Linked DNA regions of Mus musculus: regions 1, 2, 4, 5, 6 and 7 are each linked to region 3. A link is a contact called in public HiCAR-type and promoter capture Hi-C data. All regions are on one chromosome and are shown on one strand. The core of a region is the stretch at or near the end of the contact, and the rest is flanking DNA. Distances in the headings are between cores, read along the strand shown. Region 1 holds the start of Snx14 (sorting nexin 14). Region 2 holds the start of Irak1bp1 (interleukin-1 receptor-associated kinase 1 binding protein 1). Region 3 holds the start of Ibtk (inhibitor of Bruton agammaglobulinemia tyrosine kinase). Region 4 holds the start of Syncrip (synaptotagmin binding, cytoplasmic RNA interacting protein). Region 5 holds the start of Phip (pleckstrin homology domain interacting protein). Region 6 holds the start of Zfp949 (zinc finger protein 949). Region 7 holds the start of Hmgn3 (high mobility group nucleosomal binding domain 3).

Evidence for each region. Promoter capture Hi-C pulls out the DNA fragments that hold promoters and counts their contacts. HiCAR-type assays count read pairs that join an accessible place to other places. Capture Hi-C pulls out chosen DNA fragments and counts their contacts.
Region 1: a contact with region 3 is called in a promoter capture Hi-C map of liver, with 6 times the contacts expected there. The contact joins the promoter of Snx14 here to the promoter of Ibtk in region 3. A contact is called at or near these places in 5 of 39 promoter capture datasets (embryonic stem cells, erythroid cells, hippocampal neurons and 2 more), 3 of 115 datasets of contacts at active chromatin or transcription factors (large pre-B cells, pro-B cells and thymic regulatory T cells) and 2 of 9 other capture datasets (adipose tissue and liver).
Region 2: a HiCAR-type map of astrocytes shows a contact between it and region 3, with 3 times the contacts expected there. The contact joins the promoter of Irak1bp1 here to the promoter of Ibtk in region 3. A contact is called at or near these places in 2 of 39 promoter capture datasets (hippocampal neurons and pre-B cells), 1 of 115 datasets of contacts at active chromatin or transcription factors (astrocytes) and 1 of 9 other capture datasets (adipose tissue).
Region 4: a contact with region 3 is called in a promoter capture Hi-C map of hippocampal neurons, with 4 times the contacts expected there. The contact joins the promoter of Syncrip here to the promoter of Ibtk in region 3. A contact is called at or near these places in 3 of 39 promoter capture datasets (erythroid cells, hippocampal neurons and pre-B cells), 2 of 115 datasets of contacts at active chromatin or transcription factors (large pre-B cells and pro-B cells) and 1 of 9 other capture datasets (adipose tissue).
Region 5: a contact with region 3 is called in a promoter capture Hi-C map of pre-B cells, with 6 times the contacts expected there. The contact joins the promoter of Phip here to the promoter of Ibtk in region 3. A contact is called at or near these places in 5 of 39 promoter capture datasets (the HPC-7 cell line, erythroid cells, hippocampal neurons and 2 more), 2 of 115 datasets of contacts at active chromatin or transcription factors (astrocytes and thymic regulatory T cells) and 2 of 9 other capture datasets (adipose tissue and liver).
Region 6: a contact with region 3 is called in a promoter capture Hi-C map of pre-B cells, with 4 times the contacts expected there. The contact joins the promoter of Zfp949 here to the promoter of Ibtk in region 3. A contact is called at or near these places in 3 of 39 promoter capture datasets (erythroid cells, liver and pre-B cells), 4 of 115 datasets of contacts at active chromatin or transcription factors (astrocytes, large pre-B cells, pro-B cells and 1 more) and 1 of 9 other capture datasets (liver).
Region 7: a contact with region 3 is called in a promoter capture Hi-C map of pre-B cells. The contact joins the promoter of Hmgn3 here to the promoter of Ibtk in region 3. A contact is called at or near these places in 2 of 39 promoter capture datasets (hippocampal neurons and pre-B cells).

What each region holds. Positions count from the first base shown.
Region 1 is chr9:88,437,104-88,440,231 of GRCm38.p6, reverse strand. It overlaps Snx14 (sorting nexin 14), which reads left to right and starts at 1,303. Exons shown (of 29, transcript NM_001359958.2): 1 at 1,303-1,564. The coding sequence starts at 1,425.
Region 2 is chr9:82,827,907-82,831,150 of GRCm38.p6, reverse strand. Irak1bp1 (interleukin-1 receptor-associated kinase 1 binding protein 1) reads right to left here and starts at 1,345. Exons shown (of 4, transcript NM_022986.4): 1 at 812-1,345. The coding sequence starts at 1,123.
Region 3 is chr9:85,747,575-85,750,821 of GRCm38.p6, reverse strand. Ibtk (inhibitor of Bruton agammaglobulinemia tyrosine kinase) reads left to right here and starts at 1,488. Exons shown (of 29, transcript NM_001081282.2): 1 at 1,488-1,691.
Region 4 is chr9:88,480,709-88,483,883 of GRCm38.p6, reverse strand. Syncrip (synaptotagmin binding, cytoplasmic RNA interacting protein) reads left to right here and starts at 1,487. Exons shown (of 11, transcript NM_019666.2): 1 at 1,487-1,828; 2 at 3,119-3,175. The coding sequence starts at 3,131.
Region 5 is chr9:82,973,743-82,976,772 of GRCm38.p6, reverse strand. Phip (pleckstrin homology domain interacting protein) reads left to right here and starts at 1,284. Exons shown (of 40, transcript NM_001081216.1): 1 at 1,284-1,521; 2 at 1,627-1,685; 3 at 1,817-1,846; 4 at 2,040-2,099. The coding sequence starts at 1,482.
Region 6 is chr9:88,546,547-88,549,508 of GRCm38.p6, reverse strand. Zfp949 (zinc finger protein 949) reads right to left here and starts at 1,489. Exons shown (of 6, transcript NM_001142943.1): 1 at 1,001-1,489.
Region 7 is chr9:83,144,968-83,148,052 of GRCm38.p6, reverse strand. Hmgn3 (high mobility group nucleosomal binding domain 3) reads left to right here and starts at 1,446. Exons shown (of 6, transcript NM_026122.4): 1 at 1,446-1,622. The coding sequence starts at 1,608.

The DNA of each region.
Region 1 (3,128 bases), core at 54-2,553, 2.7 Mb before region 3:
AGTCTATTTCAGTAAGGGAAGGCTATTTTGCAAATCTCGGTATCAAACCCTACACGTTTGGTAAACATTATTACTGGGTTACAGCCCTTTGGTCCTGTGATTTGTTTGAGAGTGTGTATTTGCTGTGTCCAGACTACTGATCCCTGTTGGGATTTACCGTGCTCTTTGTGGAGTTAACAGTGTAAAATTACAAAAGTGAATGTTAAGTGTGTACCTTGAAACTTCACATGAGTATATAAAGAATATATATATATAAAGAATTTGGTGACAGATGCACACTTCATGAGTGGAAATGTTACTGTCATCTAAAGATACTGCTAGTGTGTATTTAATGTTCTTTGGTACACGTTGTATTAAAGTTGGTTCTGAAGAAATTAGGAATACATGTAAATTTAAGGACAAAGACCTGAATTTCTAACAGCTGTAATGGGAAGAAAGGATGGTACATCCTGTAAAGGAAATGAGCCACTAAGGATCACCCACCTTTTCAGAATATTGAAAATATTAATGAAGCTGCACATACACTTGAGAAAACAAGGAGTTCTGTTTCCCTGTCTAGGGGAGAGAGGTGGCTTGATGGAAACTGCCAGTGTCAGAATAGCATGAAATTCTGTTTTCGCTAAGAAGCGATCCCGAGCAGGATCTTGCTTGTCTCAGCGATGTGATTATGCTGTAGTTGAAACTAGAATAGCTTACGCTCTAAGGGTAATGTTTGTAGGGTAAATTCAAACGCTTTACATGCCTGAGTTTTAGCTCCTACAAAATGCTGAATGAAATTCTAAAAGGGACTATCCAGATTCCAAGCCTGCTGTCGTCACACGCTGGGTTATGGTTAAGATCGCGGGGTGAGGTGACTCCCTCGTTGTTGGTTACGTGGCTAACATGACTTTCTTTCGGAGGTGGATTGCGGGTGGGTGGCGGGCGGGTAGGTTGTCATACGCCCCAGCTTGATCCCCTTTTAAAAAGCGGACTTGAAGGCGTCCTTTCCTCCTCTCCCTTAGGTGTGGCAACGAGAATCCGAGAGGTTGAGGCGGCAGGGTCCGCTGTATGGACTACATTTCCCAGAGGGCTCCAGGAGCCGCACGCGGCTGCTGTGCAATTAGCTTTCCCACACTCTTCTGCCAGTCTGCATTCTAGGTTTCCCTGGACTTCCGGATAAGGAAAGTGGGTGGCCGCGCCAGAACGTCAGTCCGAGCGCTCCCCAGTCCTCCCGCGGGATGGTGGCGGCGGCCTTGGGGCGGCCTTGCGTGTGGTTGGGGCGTTGGTTGCGCACGCGCGGCGAGGGTTGCGGGGCGGGGCCTTGTGCGGCTGAGTCTAGCTGTGAAGCTGGGTGGTGGGTGGCAATGTGGCTCCGCCGCCGGGGTTTGGGGGTGCCCTCCGCCTCTGCCTCTGAGGGCGGCACGTCCTCCCCTGCGTGGACTGAGATGGGGTCTTGGGTGCGGACGATCTGCGGGAGGCTGAAGCAGCGGCTGCGGCTGGACGTGGGGCGCGAGATTTGCCGTCAGTATCCGCTGTTCTGCTTTCTGCTGCTCTGCCTCAGCGTCGCCTCGCTGCTCCTCAACAGGTACCTGCTGTTGGCCCCGCGGCGGCCGCTCGAGAGCCCGCAGGCTGCTGGGCGGCGGGCAGGAGCGCACTCTGCACCGCGGTCTCGGGAAGGGCGGCCCAGGTTGCTCCCGGATATGCGGACGGGTGCGGGCCCGGGACCACGCAGCCTTCGTGGTTACCTGGCTCTCAACCTCTCCTTTTTGACCATTTCTCAATGACGAGCCTTTATCGTCTGTTTTACAATTACAATCTGTAATGCCACCTCAGTTCAGTAAAGGTGATCGGAGGGAGGTGGCTTCAAGGTTCTGTCGCAGCCTCTCCTCTTGGGGAAGCCTTCTCTCGCAACAGTACGCCCTCACACCGGCACACACCTTTGCAACCACAATTTCGTCTCTTTAAAATACTGGTTTTTGACCCAAAGTCAGAAAGCAGTGTAGTACCCATCGCAACTCTACAATATTCTGGTTTTTCTTTTTTTTCAAGATCTGTAGTTAAATTGACATTTTGAGGTCAGAAGTCTCCGCCCCTGAAGCTTGTTGTGTTTTATATTTCCAGAAGTAGTATGGGTGCAGTGATAGTAGAAAAGATGTGTACTTAAAAACATCGTCACATTCTTTTCTCTGTTTTGAACAAGCAGTCGCCTTTTATTTTGAAGTAATTCATTTGCAAGAATAACAGTGAGAAACATACACAAGAGATTTGACTTAGTAGTTTCACTAAGGCTATTTCCTGTGATTCTGACAACAGTTTTGTTGTTTTCCTTCATTTCTCGCTCTCTCTCTCTCTCTCTCTCTCTCTCTCTCGTTTCTGCCATCTTGGTGGCTTTGTAGAATTGGGGCTTAAGCGATAGATTAACAGATAGTAATTACTATGAATTACTGTCTTACAGAAAAAGTGCCCGGCTTGTGATGATGAGGTGCTTGATTGTAGGGCTGTGGGAGAAGTGAGTTCCTTTAACAGCAGACATTACTAGTTACTTAATACAGTTCTGTCCTCTGAAAGGTGTTTCAAGCTGGACTAGCAAAGCCGAGCAAAATGTAAACTATAGGATGTGAGTTTTGTCCTCAACTTTCTTCGATGGAAACTGACTAAAGTATAATTCTTCTCTAAGGTGCATCAGCCATGTGTTGGGGACAGATTGAACTAGCAATTCTGAGGTCACCAAAGTAGGAAGTCATAGAATGTAATGTGATATGTGATCTGTACTATGAATTGGTATTATGCAAAGAAGGGAGAAAATACACATACATTTTTATCTCTGAATGGTCATATTTGTGAGCAAAATTATTTTTGCATACTTCCCCCCGATTTGTTCCTATTGAATCAACTAAAGTGACATTAAACATCACAGTACTGTCCCTTTTATTTTATTATTTTATGTCTATGGGTGGTTTTTAAAGTTATTTATTTTATGTGTATGAGTACACTGTAGCTGTCTTCAGATACACTATTACAGATGGCTGTGAGGCATCATGTGGGTGCTGGGATTTGGAACCAAGGACCTCTGGAAGAGAAGTCAGTGGTCTTAATTGCTGAGCTATCTCTCCAGCCCCGTCCATGGGTGTTTTATCTGCAGGTGTATC
Region 2 (3,244 bases), core at 96-2,595, 2.9 Mb after region 3:
CCTAAGAGTCGCTGTGTGGACATTTTTGCCCCATTCGTTAAAAGGAGGGAGGCTTAAGGTGCGACCTATTTAGTGATTTGTTCCACAGACATGTCTAGAAAGTAGAAATATTTCACCTATGACACCTACATACATTGACTTAAAAAAGTTAAAACTAAAAAGGTGGAAAATTTGGGGTAGGCGATCATTATAAACCATAAATAGATGCTAATAAGTACATTGAAGAGCCACTCCACACAAACCTTTGATTGGATGGAAGCAGTTCAGGCTCCTCACCGACCTATTTCAACATGCAGAATAAAAACTACCAAAGTGTGTGTATGGGGAGGGGGGGTGGGGGGAGGGGGGAGGAGAAGGTTCAACATTCTACTTATGCAAACATTTACATGTAATTTTTCAAAAAAACATTTCATCACTCTAATCTTAATAACAAAACCACTGTAGCAAACATCACCAGATAAAAACCTACCCAACCACGGGCGTGGTGGCGCACGCCTTTAATCCCAGCACTGGGGAGGCAGAGGCAGGCGGATTTCTGAGTTCGAGGCCAGCCTGGTCTACAAAGTGAGTCCAGGGCAGCCAGGGCTATACAGAGAAACCCTGTCTCAAAACAAAAACAAAAACAAACAAACAAAAACCCTACCCAACCTGCATTCCTGATTTCAAGTTCGCTGCGGCCCATAACGGCTTTCATCTAGATTCTAGAAGGAAAGGTCAAACATCCATTGCGCCCTAGAATGGATCCTGCGGTAACAAAGCATCCCCAAAGGTACAGAGTCACCCGCTCTGCACCCCGTCTCGGAAGTCTCACCTGAAACCCCTGCTGCTGGAGGCTCTGCGTGATGTAGTCCAGGCGGCGACACACACTCTTCTTGGCCTCGGCCGACACCTCCTTGGTGCTGCTCACTCGCACGGTCACCAGCGCTCGGTCGGGGCTGGCGGACACCTCGGCCGCGCCGCTCACGTGGACCTCACGGGCTCCGGGGTGGGCCTCCGCGACGTGGGGTCGGCGGCCGATCGGCTGCGCCTCCGCGGCCGAGATCGGATGGTTTTCCCGGCCCCGGTCAGCCCAGGGAACCAGTTCCATGAACACCCGCGATGCAGGGGCGGGTTGCAGCGACATAGCTGGGGCAGCTGTGTTGCCATAGCAACGCCAGGTTGATGGCGGGGAGTGACGTTTAGCTGCCGCGCGCTTGCTAGTCCGCGCGGAGGATGCCGGGATGGAGGCGCCGCTGCAGCGTGGAGACCGGGTTTTCCCCCAGGGAAGGAGGCCTGCACACATTTTAAATAGTTACCTCCTCATGGCCTGCAAGAACCGGAGCTGTCTGTCCTGCCCTCGCGGTCAGTGATCACGGGCCTTCCACGTGACCAGTCGTTCTTCTCCCCTCCCCCTGGGCCGCCTCCATCCCTCAGTCCGCATGGGGATGAAGGCTCTGCGTTTCCAACGTGTGTGATCCCGGTAGCCCTTTCTTCCCGAATTTCACGGTGCCGGGGCGGCCTCCTTCTTTGTGAGACTCCGGTGGTCTTACCCGCAAGTGCAAGTACTTGTTTGGTTCGTGAGGAGTTTCTCTTCAAATAAACTACGTTTTGCTCGTGAGAGTTTGGACACTATGGGGATCCTCGAGTGCGTTTTTTTCCAGGACACTGTTGATTTTTTTCCCCCACAACTGCTGTTTGTTTATTAGAGGCCCGCTGAATGTAGAGTGTTGGCATGTGGAAAGACAGAGAAAACGGGGGGGTGGGTGGGGGTGGGTGGGATGTTGTTCGTCATAGCTACAATCTTTAGAAAGAGTGTCAGTGTCAAATTCTAAATGTCTTGGAGTAATTCTGGTCTTGAGCCTGGACATCAGCGTGAGCAATGACAGGCATGTCATGTACTTGTCTGTTATAGCTTCCTCTTCCCCTTTTGGAGACAGGGTCTCAGTATGTAACCCCGACTGGCCTGGAATTTACCTTGTTGACCAGACTGACCTCGAGCTTGCAGAAATGCAAGGTTTCGACCCATTTCTTGACAGCCATTATAATGAAAAGCTGTACGTGCCCTCTCCAAGCCCTCCTATTATAGTAATTTTCCTCAGCACACCCTACTGTCTCTCTTTTCTTTCCTCTTTCCCCTTCCCCGCTTCTCCCTCTGCTCTAGAGTGCTGGGGTTCAAACCACACCTGGCCTATAGTCATTTTCTTAATGTCTTGGTGATGACAGCTCGTCTGATTCCTGTTAGAATTTTATTAACAGAATGGGAGGAGAAAACCTTGGGGGCAGGGATGTAGGAAGTAGTTTTTTATAGGAACTTGAAAAAGTCTATAGTCTTTGTGATTTTTCCTCAAATTTTTAAAAAACCAGTATTTTAATTCAATAATTTAGCTAGATCAAGTGGTAATCTCTTTGTTTGGTCCATCATTAGGTCAACATAATTGTTTAGTTTGAAACTTATTGTCAGATAAGAATTATATATATGTATATATGTGTGTATATATATATATATATATATATATATATATATATATATATAATTATAATTTAAGAACTTTCCACCATATAACCATATATGCATACAGGCATATATGCATATTTTACAACTCTAGGCAATGAAAATACCTTTTAAAATTGGAGGAATTTCTTTGTTCTTTTTGGTGGACCGCAGGGATTGAACTGAGGCCCCCAGGCTTGGGATCAAGTACCTTTGTCAGCCGAGTTGTCTCACTCTGCTAAGTCCGTTTTGGGAGACAGGATCTACTGTCACTGGCATCCAAGATAGGCTAGCTAGCCATCCAGCTCCAGACACCTTCCTGTTGGCGAGAAATGTTTTACTCTAGTAGGATATATAGTTTCAAAAATGAATTGCTGAATAAAAGATGTCATAGGAACAAACAAATAATAGAAGCTTTAAGTGTATTTCGGGTACTATAAAATTTTCAAAATAGTGGAAAAATGAGTAAGTAGTATAATTGGCTTCTGTATTGAAGAAATTGATCTGTATATTATGTTTTATACTGAGAATAAAAGTTAAAGATAAAATGAAAAAAAAGTACCTAAATGTAATTCTGAGGAATGAAAGTCTTTTTTTTTTTCTTAAGCATATTACAAATGTAGAAGCAATCATAAGGGAAAAATCTGGAAAAAAATAAGTACACCAAAAAACCTGAAAGTATGTAAGCCAAAACCAACAAGTGAGGAGGAGAGGAAATAAGGATTTGCAATAAAGGGGCCAGCATCTGGACACTTAAGAGTGCCCTGACCCCTC
Region 3 (3,247 bases), core at 239-2,738:
TTCATTCCTTGGCATGATGCTGGTCTTTCTTTTTCTGCTTCACCTAGTTATTTTCTACTTCTTCCCTAGTTTGTCATTTTTTTTGGGGGGGGGGGTCAGATGAAACCTCTTATTTTCTTTCACAGATTCGTTAAAGTTGCAATTAATTTTTGTGTATATGATTATGGCCGTATGGACATTTTGTACCCCCAATGCTTACAAGCGTTTGAGACATGGCAACTTCTAGGTGGTGTTACTGTGTGCTTGGCACTCTGCTAAGTGCTGCGGGCGTCTATCAACACATTTTCACTACAGCAACATGTATTCCATTCCCACTTTGCAGATGAGGAAATTAAGGCTTCAGAAAACCTAAATGACTTACCCAATACAAAGAAGAGACAGATAAAAGATGTGAACTCAGGGCAACACATTTATTTACATCACTAGCTTCCAGATCACTGAGCGTCTTTGTTCATGAGTGTGTACACAGCTTCCTTCCAAGTCACTGTTTATACATTACAGAATGGGTCAGAGTAGGAAGTAAGAAAGCAAATTAAGTCCTTGCACTGGGAGGAGAGCTGGGGAGCTAGGTCTGTTTCCATCTCTCCTTCAGTTTGATCTAGCAACTTACTTTCCTACAAAGTCTACAAAACAGGCAATTGGGCTGAAGCAGTCTAAGAGGGTATTGAGTTTAACTCCGTTTAATAGATGATGGTGTCAGTGGCTCATACAGCAACACAAACAGGGCCGAGGTTCAAACAACTCTGGGCTCCAAGTGCTGTTTTTCTCTGAGTCATGCTACTCCTCCCTGAACACATGTTTACTAAGGCGCCTCTGTATCAGACTTCAGCAGGAGTATGTTTTCCGTTCTGGACTGATTATTGGCACACAATTTGCAACCTTTAAAATGGCTTGTAGATTTAAGAGTTCAGGGAGGAAAACCTATTGTAAGCCTGGCGTCAGGCAGACAGATGTGACCCAAGTCAGCAGCTGGTCGCACAGTGGCGATCTGAAAAATCTATGGCGCCTTCTGACAAAAAGAGAGTGACACTCAGACAATCCGGGCACAACAGGCGGGGCACAGAGCAGCAGGGCCCAGTCTTGGGGAGAGGACACCTCTGGTTTTCCAGTTATCCCACTACGAGTGATCCGGGAAGCAACTTTTCTAAGATGCCCACGTTTCTACGGAGTGGTGCTTGGGCATCCAGCCAGTTCCTTGTTTCCTCCATCCCAGCCTTAACCTCCTTTCCGAGTGTCGACCTGCGGGGAGACAGATCTCCTAGGGTGACATCTGGCACCAAGAGGGGCAGTACTGGTTCTGAGTGTAGGGCGGCAGCCAGTGTCGACCGCACCAAGGCCGGCAGGGGTCATGCTCCTTTGGGATACTAGGGAAAGGCCACAGCTGAGGTACTGCCACGCTAGGCCTTGTGGGCAGGCCCCGACCAATCACTGTGGGGCATACACGAACTCCGGCCAATCAGCGCCCGTCTTATTCCCGAGTCCCGCCCGCTCTAGCTCAGGTTTCCCCGAACCCGGTCCCGGCGCCGACAGTCGCGGCTGTCGCTTTCCGTGCAGCCGTCCCCGGAGCTGACTCGGGCGTCCCGGCTCCTGGCTCCCTTCGTTGTCCCCGGTAGCTTTCACTAAGGATGAGTCCCTGCGCGGCCGCGCGCCTGCCCCGCGGAGACCGCCGGCGCACCTTCATCTAGCGACTGGTGAGGGCGACGGCGAAGGCGTCCTGCCAGCCCGGCAGGGGAGCGGGGCCCGGGGAGGGAACTCGCGGAGGGGGCGGCTGCCGAGCTTCGCGCCGCGTGGCACGGGCGGGTGGCCTGGCAGCGCAGCCCCGCCGCCCCTGCCAGCTAATGAATGGCCTTGTCCCGCCAAGTGCTACGTCGCCAAGCTGCCCGACACGCCCTCCAGCGACGATGCTTTTCTGGTTCCGAGGGTTGACTGGTGTCACCTCCCTTGGATCCCTTCCTAGAGGCTCCCATGTCCCCTAAACCCTTGGTGGAGTTTACAAAGTTTGAGTTCCCGCGGGCCTTGCTGAGTTTGCAGAAGCAGGTCTTGCTCTGAGCATTCGCTGCTGGGTGGAAGTGGACTGGGGTCTGTTCTGCAGAGACAGGATAGAGGGGCCTTTTGTTCGTAGCTATCAGGTTGCAAAGGCATTTTGGATCCGAGGGGAAATGGCCAACCCTGATTTAAGCCGTCTTTAACTCTGTTATCTAACACAGTCATAAAACATGAGTCGTGTTAGTCAGAGGGGATATTTTTCAAGGAGGAGAAGTTGAGTAGCACCTGTTTCCTTTATCTCGAAGTAGGTAACATTTGAAGTAGTTCCCCCCCCCCCCCCATAGTTAGTGTGGTTACCTCCATATGCAAATTACCAAACGTTTTGTGTGTGTGTGTGTGTGTGTGTGTGTGTGTGTGTGTTTTTCGTCATCAGTTCCTCACTTCTCAGTGGAGTTACTTTCATTTGTTTTTATTGATTTGGAGACCTGCTTCACCGTACCTGAGGACAGAACTATTTTCTAAAACGTGTTTTCTAAAAAAGTTTTTGCAAAACTTGAGTCACATCGCAGCTTTACAGTTTTTCAATTGGATATGTTAATCTTCGGTTTTTTTTTTTCTTTTTAGTAAATCTTGTTTGAAGGGCTTTCTGTGTGCCAATTTTTTTTTTCTGTGTGCCAATTTTTGTGTGATGATTTCATTACATTTTAAACGTTCAAGATGCTTGTGGATTATAAAATTCTAGACTGAATGAGTATGCCCAAACTTCTTTCTTTCTTTCTTCCTTTTTTTTTAAAAAATATTTATTTATTTATTTATTTATTTTACGCATATGAGTACACTGTAGCTGTACAGTTGGGAATTGAATTTTTAGGACCTCTGCTTGCTCTAGTCGGCTCTGCTCGCTCTGTTCAACTTCGCTCACTCAGTCCCTGACTGCTCCAGCCCAAAGATTTTATTTATTATTATACATAAGTACACTGCACCTGACTTCAGATGCACGAGAAGAGGGTGTCAGATCTCATTAAGGGTGGTTGTGAGCCACCATGTGGTTGCTGGGATTTGAATTCAGAAGAGCAGTCAGTGCTCTTACCAGCTGAGCCATCTCTCCAGCCCTTAATCTCACTTTTTACAAATGAAAATATTGAAGCTTTGAGAAAATTCAGAGGTTTGCTCAGGGTCCTTAGGGAAGCTACGTACTTGGGTCATGGTACTGAGCAGTAGCTGAGAGCTCACACCTGATCCGAAAGAGAGACAAACAGAG
Region 4 (3,175 bases), core at 238-2,737, 2.7 Mb before region 3:
ACCACTTTGGTTGTTTTTTCAATGCTATCATTATCCAGACTTTTGTGGTACTAACTATAATATCTTGCTGAATTAATTAAATACCATAGCAAGGATATGTTTGGTAGTATGGGATGTAGGCGGTGGATAGGCAAAGCCTTATTAAGCAGGTTTTGGATAGCAGTACTTCAGAAATATTTCCTACTTGATCCACCTGTCAACAGAAAAAAAGCTCAATTTTATGTGTCTAGGCACTTTGAAGAGTGTTTATCTAAGTTTCCTTGGACTACTTACTGGCTTATCATAGCATAAAGCTCATTTGGAAGAACAAGTAGCTTTCTAATTGTAGTTTTTTGTTTTTTTTTTCAAAGAGGATAATGCCATTTTTCATTACAGTCGCTCTGGATAAAATTAGTATCCATATCGCCTGAGATACAAACGCCTTTGTCTTGTCTTTCTTGTCCATAGTAAATGGTTACAAAGGAAATGTCACTTCACATAACATTTAATTGCCAAGATGCTTGAAAAGAAACACATTTCCCTCACAGTAGTCCTAATCACGCAGCTTTGTGCTGCTTCAAGTTGTTCAAAGTGTGCCAGGAGGAGCACTTAACTGCTTAAAAGGCCAGGGACAGAAACGGAATATTGCACAATCCAACACCACCGGGTCGGTTAAGCTTCCAAATCTGGCCTCCCTGTCATCCCCGAGCCGGAGGCACAGGGATTTCCTCGCAAACCCGCGGCGCCCCTCCCTCCGCCCAGGGTATTCGTGGAAGCGGAGGACGGCGCGCGCCGGGCCGCGGGATACCCCATTGTCTAGCAGCGGAAGCCGGGGCTCCCCGGGGTGACTCCCGAACTCCAGCCCCGCCACCGGGTGGCCCCGAGCTCCGCCGTTCCCCGTGCAGCTCCCCTCCCCCGCAGCCCCATTGTCTGCCTCGCCTCGCCCCGCCCCGGGGGACACGTGCGCCTGCAGCTTCTCCAGCGCCCAGGGCGCGGGGCGGCCGCGGCGGCGACAGCCCCAGCCCCGGCAGAGCGGGCAGCCAACGTCGGGCACCCTCGGAGCCCAGGCCGGCGGTGGGGCGGTGGGGGGCGGGGAGGGCGGGGTGGGGATATGCTTGTCTCCTGACAAAGAACGAGTGGGACACGCCGAGCCGGCGGCCCCGCCCGCGGAGCGAGAGGGAGTGTCCGCACAGAGGGCGGGTCTCTCATTCACTCGGCCCCTCGCTGTCGCCGCGGCGGAAGGGCGGGGTCTCTCCCCCCCCCCCGACCGGGAGTTAGGGGCGGGGCGAGAGGCGGGGCTCGCGGGCGCGCGTCCCGCGGCGTCGTCTGCGTCGTCACGTCAGCGCGGGAGAGAGAAAGAGCGACTCGGCAGGGACTGGGGACGGGGCCGAGAGAGAGCTAGCGAGGGAGGGCGTGAAGCCAGAGAGAGCCAGAGAGGAAGAAGGGCGGCCACTCGTGTGTGAGCGGCCGCGGACGGGAGTGGGGAAGCTGGGGGAGGAGGTGCAGGGAAGGAAGGACGAAGGCTGAGAGGACAGGGCGGCTAGCGGCCGGCGGAGGTGGCGAGGGGAGAAGGAGGAGCTGTCGGAGGGCAGGGGCTGAGCTGAGGGAGTGAGGGAGAGAAGCGGACGCGCCAGGGAGGGGAGGGAAGGGGGGTCACGCGGGGGCGCGCGCGCACCGGGAGCGCGCTCGGAGGCGAGTGGAACTGGATCGGGTTTGCTGCCAGCGGCGTGAGCTTCGGCCGCCATTTTACAACAGCTCCACTCGCGCCGGACACAGGGAGCAGCGAGCACGCGTTCCCCGCCAGCCGACCCGGTCGGACAGGATTCCTCGGCCCCAGCCCCGCGGGGAGGTAACGACCGCGGGCCCCCGGGTCCGGGAGGGGAGCTCCGTGACATTGTGGAGGGTGCTTGGGGGAGGGCGGCGCGGGGAGAAACCGGCTTTTCTGGAAAATGGATTCCAAGGGGGAGAGAAGAGCACGTTGGCCGGGGCTGCCGGAGAGTAGGCCGCGGCCGCGCCGCCACTTCCTCCTCTCCCCATGTGCAGCCGCGGCTGGGCTTTGTCTGCGGCGCTCCGGGAGGAGGCGCCTCGACAGCCCGATGGCCCGCGCGGAGCGCGAGCGGCGGACTTGGTGCTGTCGTGGCCGGCGGCGCGGGAGTGGGCGGAGAGGCGCGGGGTGCTGTCCCGCGACCGGCCGGCGGGCTTGGGCGGTGCTCGGCTCCCGCGGGCGTGTGCTTGGCGGCGGAACGCCCTCCCCGCGCGGGCTGTCGGCCTCGGCGCCGCAGCCACTGCACCGAGGGGTGCGGGAGGCTGGGGGTCGCGGGCGCCCGGGAGCGCCCGGGGCGGAGAGCCATGTGTCACGGCGGAGACGGCAGCGCTGGGGGGCGGGGAAAGCCCGTGGCCTGGCGCCGCGGCGGCCTCAGTGTTGAGGGGCGAGATGGTGCGGTTGCACGGTTCAGGGGGCTCGCACCGCGACTGCGGGTTGATGTTGGGAGGCGGTGATGACCGTCTTGGCCCGGTACTCGGTGGGTTTCCGTTGAAGGAAGTTGTAGGACATTTGAAGGCGCAGAGCACGTGTTTCTAATGGGTTCCTGGCGGCCGCAGTGGCGAGGCTGCCGCTCCGGGTGCGGAGTCGGGGGCGGGCTTTGGGGTGTGGGGGTGAAGGGTGGAGGAATTGGGTGGTGGGAAGGTGGCTTGTGTGAGCGCTTTGTTCTTCGCTGGCTGTTGTTACTGATCTATAAGCGGCAGGCGGGAAAAGCGCACTTTCTGGTTTACCTTGGAGAGAGACAAGCCCAGCGTTGCTTGCTTCACACACCTTATTCTCCGTTTTGGAACTGCTGCATGTGGCAGGCTGGGCCGGTCGCTGTGCTGATTGGGCTTCATTTGTAATAAGGTTTTTCTCAGTGAGTGTTAGCAGGTGAAGTCAGGGGTGGTGCTCAGGAAGAATCTAGTGAATCGGTCCTTCTGTACCCGAGCTCCAAAATCTGGCTTGTCAGGCGATAGTGATTTTAAGGTTTCTTTCAAGGGAGGTTCAGGCTGGCTGGTTGTAGTTAAGTGGTAGAGAAAGTAAAGATTGGGACTGTCATTGTCCTCTATTCTGTTTGAAGATCCTAGTTTAATTTTGCTTATTGCGTTTGAACAGATCTCTGGAAACATGGCTACAGAACATGTTAATGGAAATGGTACTGAAGAGCCCATG
Region 5 (3,030 bases), core at 35-2,534, 2.8 Mb after region 3:
TCAGCAAAACACAGATGAACGATGTATCATATAAAACCAGTAATTACATTAGGATTTACGAAAAGATTTTTGTTTCTGCTTTTCGCCAGTTTTTAAGAAGTCTTCCCGTGATTAACTGTAAACAGGAATGGTTTACACCGTAAATTAGAAGCCATTAATTAGCATGACGAAGTCAACTGCAAGATACACAGATAATTTAAATTATTTAATCACTAATCACCTTTGCTAAACTGTAATATACTCTTTCAATAACCTTCGGTAGGTTATCGACCGTGTCAGTAATTTACCTCCATATCAGTTAGAGATAAGTATTAGCTAGCGCCCTTTCCTTTCCTTCAGGTTTATATTAGCCCTTCTTGTAAACACTTTAAAAAGCTTTAAGGTTCTTCACTTCCAAATCCCTAATTAGCCATCACTAGCCTTTTTGTAATAAGTGGGGGAAAAGATGAGCTGAAGTACAAATCTGGAGTTCCTCTTGCCCGTTTATCAAAACAAAAACATTTTTTTTTTTTAAACGAACGCTTCAGGCGATGGTAGTAATAAAAGAAATATGCAGAGGTGGCTTCGGGGAATAACGGGTTTGCAGAACGCAAGTGGCTCAAAAAAAAAAAAAAAAAAAAAAAAGCCCGAACCTCTATTGCAACCCACGGCACTCCAATAAATTACACAACACTTGCCCAGGCTGCAGAAATATCGCAGGACAAGACTTACACGGATGCCAATCCGCAGCATTTATACACATGCACATGGCAAGACTGAAAGCAAACACTAGCGTTCAAGTCGGGCAGGGCAGCGCGATCCCGACTTGGCCCAGCTTGAGAGTGCTCGCTGAGAGTCTCTGTGCGTGCGTGAGAGTGAGCCCAGTCCTCCCGGCATTTCCCCTCTTTGAGCAGTTTTGCTTCATTTGTTTCCTATTTCTGCTACATAGAAACTAACTTCCATCTCAACCCAGCCAGCGCCGCTGAATAGAGCCTGTGCTGCGGCTCCGTGTGCGTCAGATCCCTCCGCGCAGCCGTGCCGGCCCCCTCCTCCCCTCCCTCCCTTTCTCCCTCCCGCCCGCGGCCTCTTTAGAGAAAGCGCCCGCCAGGCAGCCCGCCGCTTCGGCTCCGACATCTCCTCGCGCTGGAAATAAATAAATAAGTGGCGGCCCAGGGCGCGCGGAGCGACGACCGCGCGGGCGCGGGCCTAGGCCGAGGCACTCCTTTTCCCGCGGGGGGCGGGGGCGGCGAGTGCGGGGCCGCGAAGGCGCGGACTCCTTTCTGCGGCGGAGGGATCCCGGCGGAGGCGGCCGCAGCCGGGGCCGCTGCCTGAGAGTTGTTGTTTCCTCCTCCTCCTCCGCCTCCGCCGCCGTTGCTTGAATGGTGGAGCCGAGGCTCGGCTCGTGAGCACACACTGACAGCTACAGGGCAGGCGGCGGCACCGTCCCCGCGTCCCCTCGGCGGCGGGGTGTCCCGCCGGCGGCCCCGAAGTGACCCGCAAACATGTCTCGTGAGAGGAAAGGCCTCTCGGAGCTGCGATCGGGTAAGTCGGGCGCTGCGGGGCCGCCGCGCCGGGCGGACTCGCCCGCGGGCCCCCGCCCCCCGCGGCCGCTCAGCCCGTGTCTCCCCGTCCTTCTCTCCCGCGCAGAGCTCTACTTCCTCATCGCCCGGTTCCTGGAAGATGGACCCTGTCAGCAGGCGGCTCAGGTAGGCGGCGCGCGGCGCGGGGACGGGCGGGCGCTCGCGGTGGCCGCCCGCGGGCGTGGGGGAGGGCGGCGGCGGCGGCGGGGCCGCGGCCCGGGGCGCGGGGGCTCAGCGTCCCCGCTTTGTTGTTGCAGGTGCTGATCCGCGAAGTGGCCGAGAAGGAGGTAAGGGCGCGGCGGCCCGGCGCCGTCCCGCCGCCGCACGGCCTCCCCCGGGCCGCTGCGCAAGCTCGGGCGTCCGGCGGGGCGCGGGACGCGGGGCGCGGGGGGTCCCCGGCGGGGCGCGGGGCGGACTGGGGAGGGGAGCGGCGTCGGTCCGGGCCGGGGGCCGCGCTCACCGGGCGTCCTGTCCCCGCAGCTGCTGCCCCGGCGCACCGACTGGACCGGGAAGGAGCACCCCAGGACCTACCAGAATCTGGTGAGACATTCCTAGCGCACTGCAAAGAAACTTTTCCCCGAGTCGAATAAAAATTGAATTTCCCGCAATTTTTTACAGAGACAAAAACTTGGCCCCAGAACGGGAAAAGCTGCAAAGGCCACGGGGAGGGTTGGGAGGCCGGAGCGGGGGCTGCGGGGGGCGGCAGCCGGGGGTGCGGGCGCCCCGGGGCCGCGGGGTCCGCGGACAATTTATTTGTGATATTTTGTTAATGTGCTAGAAATAAAGATACGTCATGAGTGTTGTGCAGTGCAAGGCCAGAGGAGGAGGGGCCGGCGCGCGTATCCGCGCGGGGGCGCGCGCGCGGCGGCGGCGGCAGCGGGAGCGGCGCAAGCCTGGAGAGCGCGCTCGCCAGCTCCTTGCTTGCTCTGCACGCGCGGCCGGCTCAGCTTTCTCCAGCTCCACACAATAGCTGGTGACTAACTGCTCCGAAGTGGCATTAGCATTTCACAAGAAGGCCTTTGAGCCGCGGAGGAACCTTGGCAAGATTTTTTAAAATTTTTTTTCCCCCTTCTCCTCTGTCTTTTGTTTTCTGTAGATTCAGACCCAGATTTTTAATTTTATTTTTTTTTAATCTTTGTTTGGTTGGAGGCGTTCAGATAGATATGGTAGTCACCCAGCGGCACATTGTGCATTATACAAACAGATCTGCCGAAGTATAAACCTGGAAGTTTTAATAGGCGTTTTCCAATTTTGCAGATTCTTGGGGGATATTACCTTCTTTTATTAAAAGTCATTTATAGAGGTCATTGAAGAATTGTGGGTTTTATCTGCATAGTTGCCGTGGGGTGGACCTTGGCTTTTAAGTTTTTGTTTATATTGAGATGTTTTTCTTTAATTGATTGAAAAACAATGTTTTTATAGTTGGTGAGTTTTCAAAGGCAATAATTTACAAACAGTTGCTTTCCATACG
Region 6 (2,962 bases), core at 240-2,739, 2.8 Mb before region 3:
GGGGATCGTCAAAGGAGCCTGTATCACAGGGGCCTGCCGTTCTATGGAGTTCAGTGAAGCAGTCAAAGGCTTGGACCAGGTGTAAATTCCCTACCAGGACCCAGGGCCTCCTGGTCTGTTATTAATGGTCTTCCTCCTCACTAGGGGGATGGGATTGCTACAGTTGCACACCCTCTTCAGAACATGAAACCTCCCCACTTTGTTCCCAGGAAAATGTTCCTATAACAATACTAGAATCTTCTGAGATAACCTCTTATCTCTGGTACTAGACATTTTCAGAAACTAAACAAAGCCTCAGACAGTGTTTCTCAACCTTCCTAATGCTGCAACTCTTTACTACAGTTCCTCATGCTGTGGTGACCCTCAGCCATAACATTATTTTTAATGATTATTAGATTATTAGTAATTTTGCTCAATGTTATGAATCCTAATGTAAACTTCTGATATGCAGGATATCTATGTGATAGTCAACCCCTGTGAAAGGGCCGTTTGACACTACCCACCCACCCCCAACCCTTTCAGGTTGAGAATCCACATGTGGAGAACCACTGTTCTAAGAGCTCAAACCTCAAGTGCCAAAAACATCACTTCATAAAGACAGGAAAACTGACGAATACAATTGCCAATACACATAAGGGTACAGTCACTACGGGAGAATTTCTCTAGGAATTTCAGGCCAATTCATTGGGATAAAAACCACCCTCTTTCTTACAGATGTGTGGGTCACAGACCTCCCCCTTCCGGCTCCAGCACCGTGGTATCAACTTACAATTTTCCCAGGCTCGCAGTTTGGGATTTCTGGGTCGTGTGAAAATTCCCAGTTTTGTAATCCGGTCTCAGATTAACGATCTTTCTCCACCCCAACTCTCCCAAAAAATGGATGCCAAGCAGGTAGCAAGATTCTTTACTGGAATGTGAGCTCACACAGGAGGCTTCCCGGCCCTGACAATCCACAGACATGAACCGCCCTCACCCCCAAGTCGCCATCTTGGGCTCTCACCTCCTTGGCAGAGCGTCCGTGTTGGCCCTTTTGGACTGATGGAATCACAGATCCAAATACTCCTAGCGCAGTCTTCGGATAAAGCAACCATTAAAGCCCTGTTCAGGCCGACTGTTCCGACTGGGAACGATGGGTCTCACAGTCACCTTCCCCTGAGCCGCTGCGGTCCGCCCTCGAACTGCGACTCAGTCCCTCCTCCAAGACCCACCTATGTTTCTGTTTCCACTGAAGTAGAAGGCACGGGTCCCGCTTCCCGAAGGTTCCGAGACCACTCTCCTCTTTTCGTCTTTCCCACCCGCCTTCAGAAACCCTGCAAGAAACGCACAGCCTGAGCAAAGGCGTCAGCACAGAGCCTGGATGCGACTTTCTATGCGGTAGCTGCCAAGAGAGCGCAGGACACAGAGATGCCTACCAGCCAAATGTCAGAGCTGTTTACCTGCTCCTGTGTGGGAGGGCCTTGTATGTTAGGGACTACATTACCCATGAGCCTCTGGGAAACTATGGTAAGTATAGAAGGACATTTTTCCACCGGGTCCACTATCGAATTACCAAGATTCAGATCAAGTACCTATCTGATAATCGCGATATGAAATTCCTTCACCTTTCTCTCATGTGAACCCCAAGTATCCCAAAGTAGTATAGAACCTGAGAAGGAAGCTTCAGTGTGTTCATCCTAGAATCAGACCAAATATCTCTGTGGGAGACGTGGAGCCTTAGAAAATCGGTGTGATATCTTTTGTAGGGTAGTCACCAGAGAAGACTACTAAACATGGGTTTAAGCCAATAAAAAGTCTTATTATCCAGACTGCAACTACCCTTGATGTTCAGGAGATCAGAGAAGCCCCACAAAATCCATGTCCCAGATTGATATATTTCAGTTCAGAACAATTAGCCAGACGCAGAACTTCAGAAGCCAGAAGGCAAGGTTAGTACATTTAGAGACTTTCCCGTAACTATGGACTTTGATGGATTAGGTTTTTGTTATAGTTTTGGCAGATGGCGCTGTCTACATGCTGAGTTTTACAGCCTGAATAGTATTTTTGTCCAGGAGTCAGCTATGCTAAGGTCTCAGAGCCTACTAAGGTCTGGGGCTCTCTTCTGGCTGTACAGAGCACTGCAGGAAGCTGAACGCTTCGTGTTTCTTAAATCCTATGAACCATTTACATCACTAGTGTATCGTCAAATTGAGCATTCTGGTACAGCACACAGTAATTTTCAAGTTCATTTTGAAATCGAACCAACATGTTGGACTTCCATTGTAATAGGAAGAAACCACAAACTATATGAATTGACAAGAGACAAAAGTTATGTTGTGTGTTGCCAATAATGCTTAGAAATAATTTGAATTTGAAATGAAAAAAATCACTTACTAAAATTGAAATGTGTTTTGTTTTGTTTTTTTGAGTCGGGATTTCTCTGTGTAGTCCTGGCTGTCCTGGAACTCACTCTGTAGACCAGGCTGGCCTCAAACTCAGAAATCCGCCTGCCTCTGCCTCTCGAGTGCTGGGATTAAAGGCGTGCGCCCCCACTGCCTGGCGAGATAATTTTTTTAAATCTTCAAAAATGAACAAATTCAAACTGAATGTGGTGGCGCATGCCTTTAATCCCAGCACTCCAGAGTCAGGAAAAAAAAAAAAGCGTTTGAGGCCAGCCTGGTCAACAGAATAGTGAATTCCAGGACAGCCAGAACGACACAGTAAAATCTGTCTCAAAAAAAAAAGGGGGGGGGGGGGGGAGACATACTCAGGAGTCAAACAAAATCTAAATAAATTTAAACAATCCCTGCCCAGAGTTGATACATTACACATTATTAAGATGAATTTTTCAACATAAACTAAATATCACTATAATCTCAATAAAGTTCCGTGAAAATGTTTCTATTTGTAGAGTGAAAGACATAAAGGCTTCAAACCTACAGGAATCTGCTTGTCTTCTACATTCCAAGTGCTGAGATTAAAGGTA
Region 7 (3,085 bases), core at 197-2,696, 2.6 Mb after region 3:
GCCTCCAGATAAGGGTCACTGGTGAGCCTTCCAATTCCGGATTGTAGTTCATTCCAAATATTGTCAAGTTGACAACCAGGAATAGCCACTACACAGTGTAAGGCTTTAGAGCAGTTTCCTAAGATGTCTTTTGGCTTGTAAATGATTCTCGGGCTAATCTTGCTTAGTTTGCTTTGTTTTTCCTGGAATTTCATATAAACAAAACCACCCAGTATAGTGTCTTGTATTGACTTCCATTTAGCATTTTTCTTTTGTTATTTATCTCATCAGGGAAAACTTATTTCTTTGATCACAGAGTAATATTCTACTGTAGACTTATCATGACTTGCTCACCCATTCCCTAGCATTCCCCCTGCAGCCCTTGAGATGGTCACAGTCCCGATTATAGCTTTGTGCTATAATAAACATAATATAATTATATATCATATTATATAATTATAATAGAATCAGTGCTATGATCACACTGATTGATTTTCAGGATGATTTGATTCACAGAACGAATCCTGTGTTCCCAGGTTCAACTCCCCTGGTTATGTATTAGCTTTTTAAAAATGTTGTTGAATTTGATTTGATAAAATTTTGTCTGTGTCTTTGTGCCTATGTTTATGAAGGATGTTGACCAAAAAATCCCCCCCCCCCCAGCCTCCCGGGTCTGAGGTCTTTAGTCAGGATAAAACCGGTCTTAAATAAATTCAGATAATGTATTTTGCAATTCTTTGCGGAATGTCGAGAAACATTACACTATACACAAAATGGTAACCTGGCAGGTGTCGTTTAAATGTACATATTTAATATATAAGTGATTTATTTGTTCCTACATTTCTCGATTTCCCCTTAGTTTCCACAACAAACATTTATATCAATTATAACAATTATTCACACATAGCTGAATAATTGGCTGAATTCATATATGACTTGTAACACAGACTTAAAGAAAAACAAAAAACAAAACAATTAGACCAAGGAACTATGGGGATGGGGGATGGTATTTGCTAGAGATGGAACTGAGAACCTTAGAAACTGTGGAAACTCTTCCAGAACAGACCTTCCTACCCTGTATAGACCCGCACCATGAACACCCGTTACAAGCTTTTATAAGTAACAATTGTACAAGGCACCCCGTGGCCCTATTTACTTTATAAAGTTAACCCAGCATTACTTAATACTAAACTTTTTTTTCCTATGAAGATGCACAATGGTTTAATCCAAAGAAGGCACGTCAAACAATGAAACTCCAAGTTAGTGCAGCCTGAAGGATACTAGTTGAACTGGGCATGCTCAGTCGCCAGGCAGATTTTTTTTTTTTTTCCCAGTGAAGTGGAAACTACAACTGCGCGTACCGGGTGAACGGGGGTGGGCGTGCCCTCGTGGAATTTAGAACGTTCTCTTAGCCAATGGGGCCTCGCGGCTGGCTGGCAGGGCTCGCCATTGGGGGACCGGGATGCGAGCGAGTGGAGCGCCGGGGGAGGAAGCGGAGGTGCAGGTCGGAGAGGCCGGGCTAGCCGAGCCCATTGCGGGAGTAGCAGCAGCGGCCAGGCAGCATCCAGCAGTGTGCCAGGCGGCCCAGAACATTGCTTTACTTTTTTTGCTGCACCAACGTAGTCATTATGCCGAAGAGAAAGGTAAGTCCTGTAAAGGGGGAAAAAAAAACCCTGCTCGCAGGCCCTCGAGTGTGTTTGGAGTAAGCCCCCTGCGCTGCGATGAACGCGGCGATGCGCCTAATAACTCAGGCGCTGGGCACGGCCGCTGCCCGCTCCTTCTGCAAATGCCTGTTGCTGACCTCGCTCGCCCCGCACGGAGCTCTGAGTGTTACTTTCCCTCCAGGGACGTCCTCCCCTCTCCATCAACTCCTGCTTGGAATGGTTTCCATCTCTTGCCAGCAGCCAGGGCGGGTATCCATCCCCCTCGCAGGAGTTTCCTCTTGGCAAACTCAGGTTGTTCTCAGGGTGGAGGGAAAGCAATGAGAGGAGTCTCCCGGGCCAGGGAAATCGAAAAACGTGGAAGCACTCAGAGGAGCTAGGCGGGGTCCGGAGTGTCCCCTGGGCCGTGCCCTGGGCGAGCGCGATGCGGGCGGAAGGCCGGGAGAGGGAAAGCCATGTTTCCCTACGCCAGCCCTGCTGCGCCGCGGACCCGTATGTACCCACTCCGGTGTCAATCACCAGCCGCGAGGGCGGGCGGGGCAGTGCGCAGCGCCGGGTAGGCTGCAAAGAAGGGGACTGGTGCCAAGCTCACTGACCCTGCCAAGGTCAGGGGCCACCAAGCCCCTGCCACTGTCCCACCCACGACCCCACGCTTGGCCAGGCAGGGAACCGAGGTCTTTTTAGTCTCTCCTTTGCCCCTGGTGGGTTGTGTCCCCTCCGCGCAGGGACGTCATGAGCCACACGTGGGGCCACACAGCTCCCTCAGGGTGGGGCTTCGACTTGTCATTGGACTGGTGAAGGAAGGGCAGATATTTTTCTACCCCTCCCAGAGAAAAGCGATGTGTGAGGATTGCGTCCTAAGAAAAAAACCTTCCTGCCACCTGCCCAAAGGACCCAAGTCAACCATCTTGGCCATTAAAGTTGAAACTTGGTTAATACCGTTTTCTCCCGAAGACTGTGCACTGTGTGTGTGTGTGGTTGCTTTATTTAAAACTATCAAAGCTTTAAAATTTTTAGAAGCTTTTGCTTCCTTATGCATCGTCACTAAGAATTTTATTATAAACAACTCCACTCCTTTAAAATGTATTTTATTACATTGATTGATTGATTGATTGTATTCACAGGAGGCACTGACACCCAGATTGCAGTAGTAGGCTCTCTCCTATCGTGTGGGTTGTGGGGATCTACAGCAAGTGTATTTACTCTTTGAGCCAGCCCAAGCACCTCCATTCTTTAAAAGAAAATCGATCATACTATTAGAACATGAACCTACTCTGTGTCTCATGGTGGGTGGAGTCTGATGTGCTTTATCTGGCTTAATCTACATAACCACGGAACTGTTTTAGTCTCATTGAGCAGCGTCTTAAGATTCATTGCCAACATTTCATTAACCAGTCATTGGTTTAGAGTGGAGCTGTGAATCCCGAAGGCCTTACTTGACACCG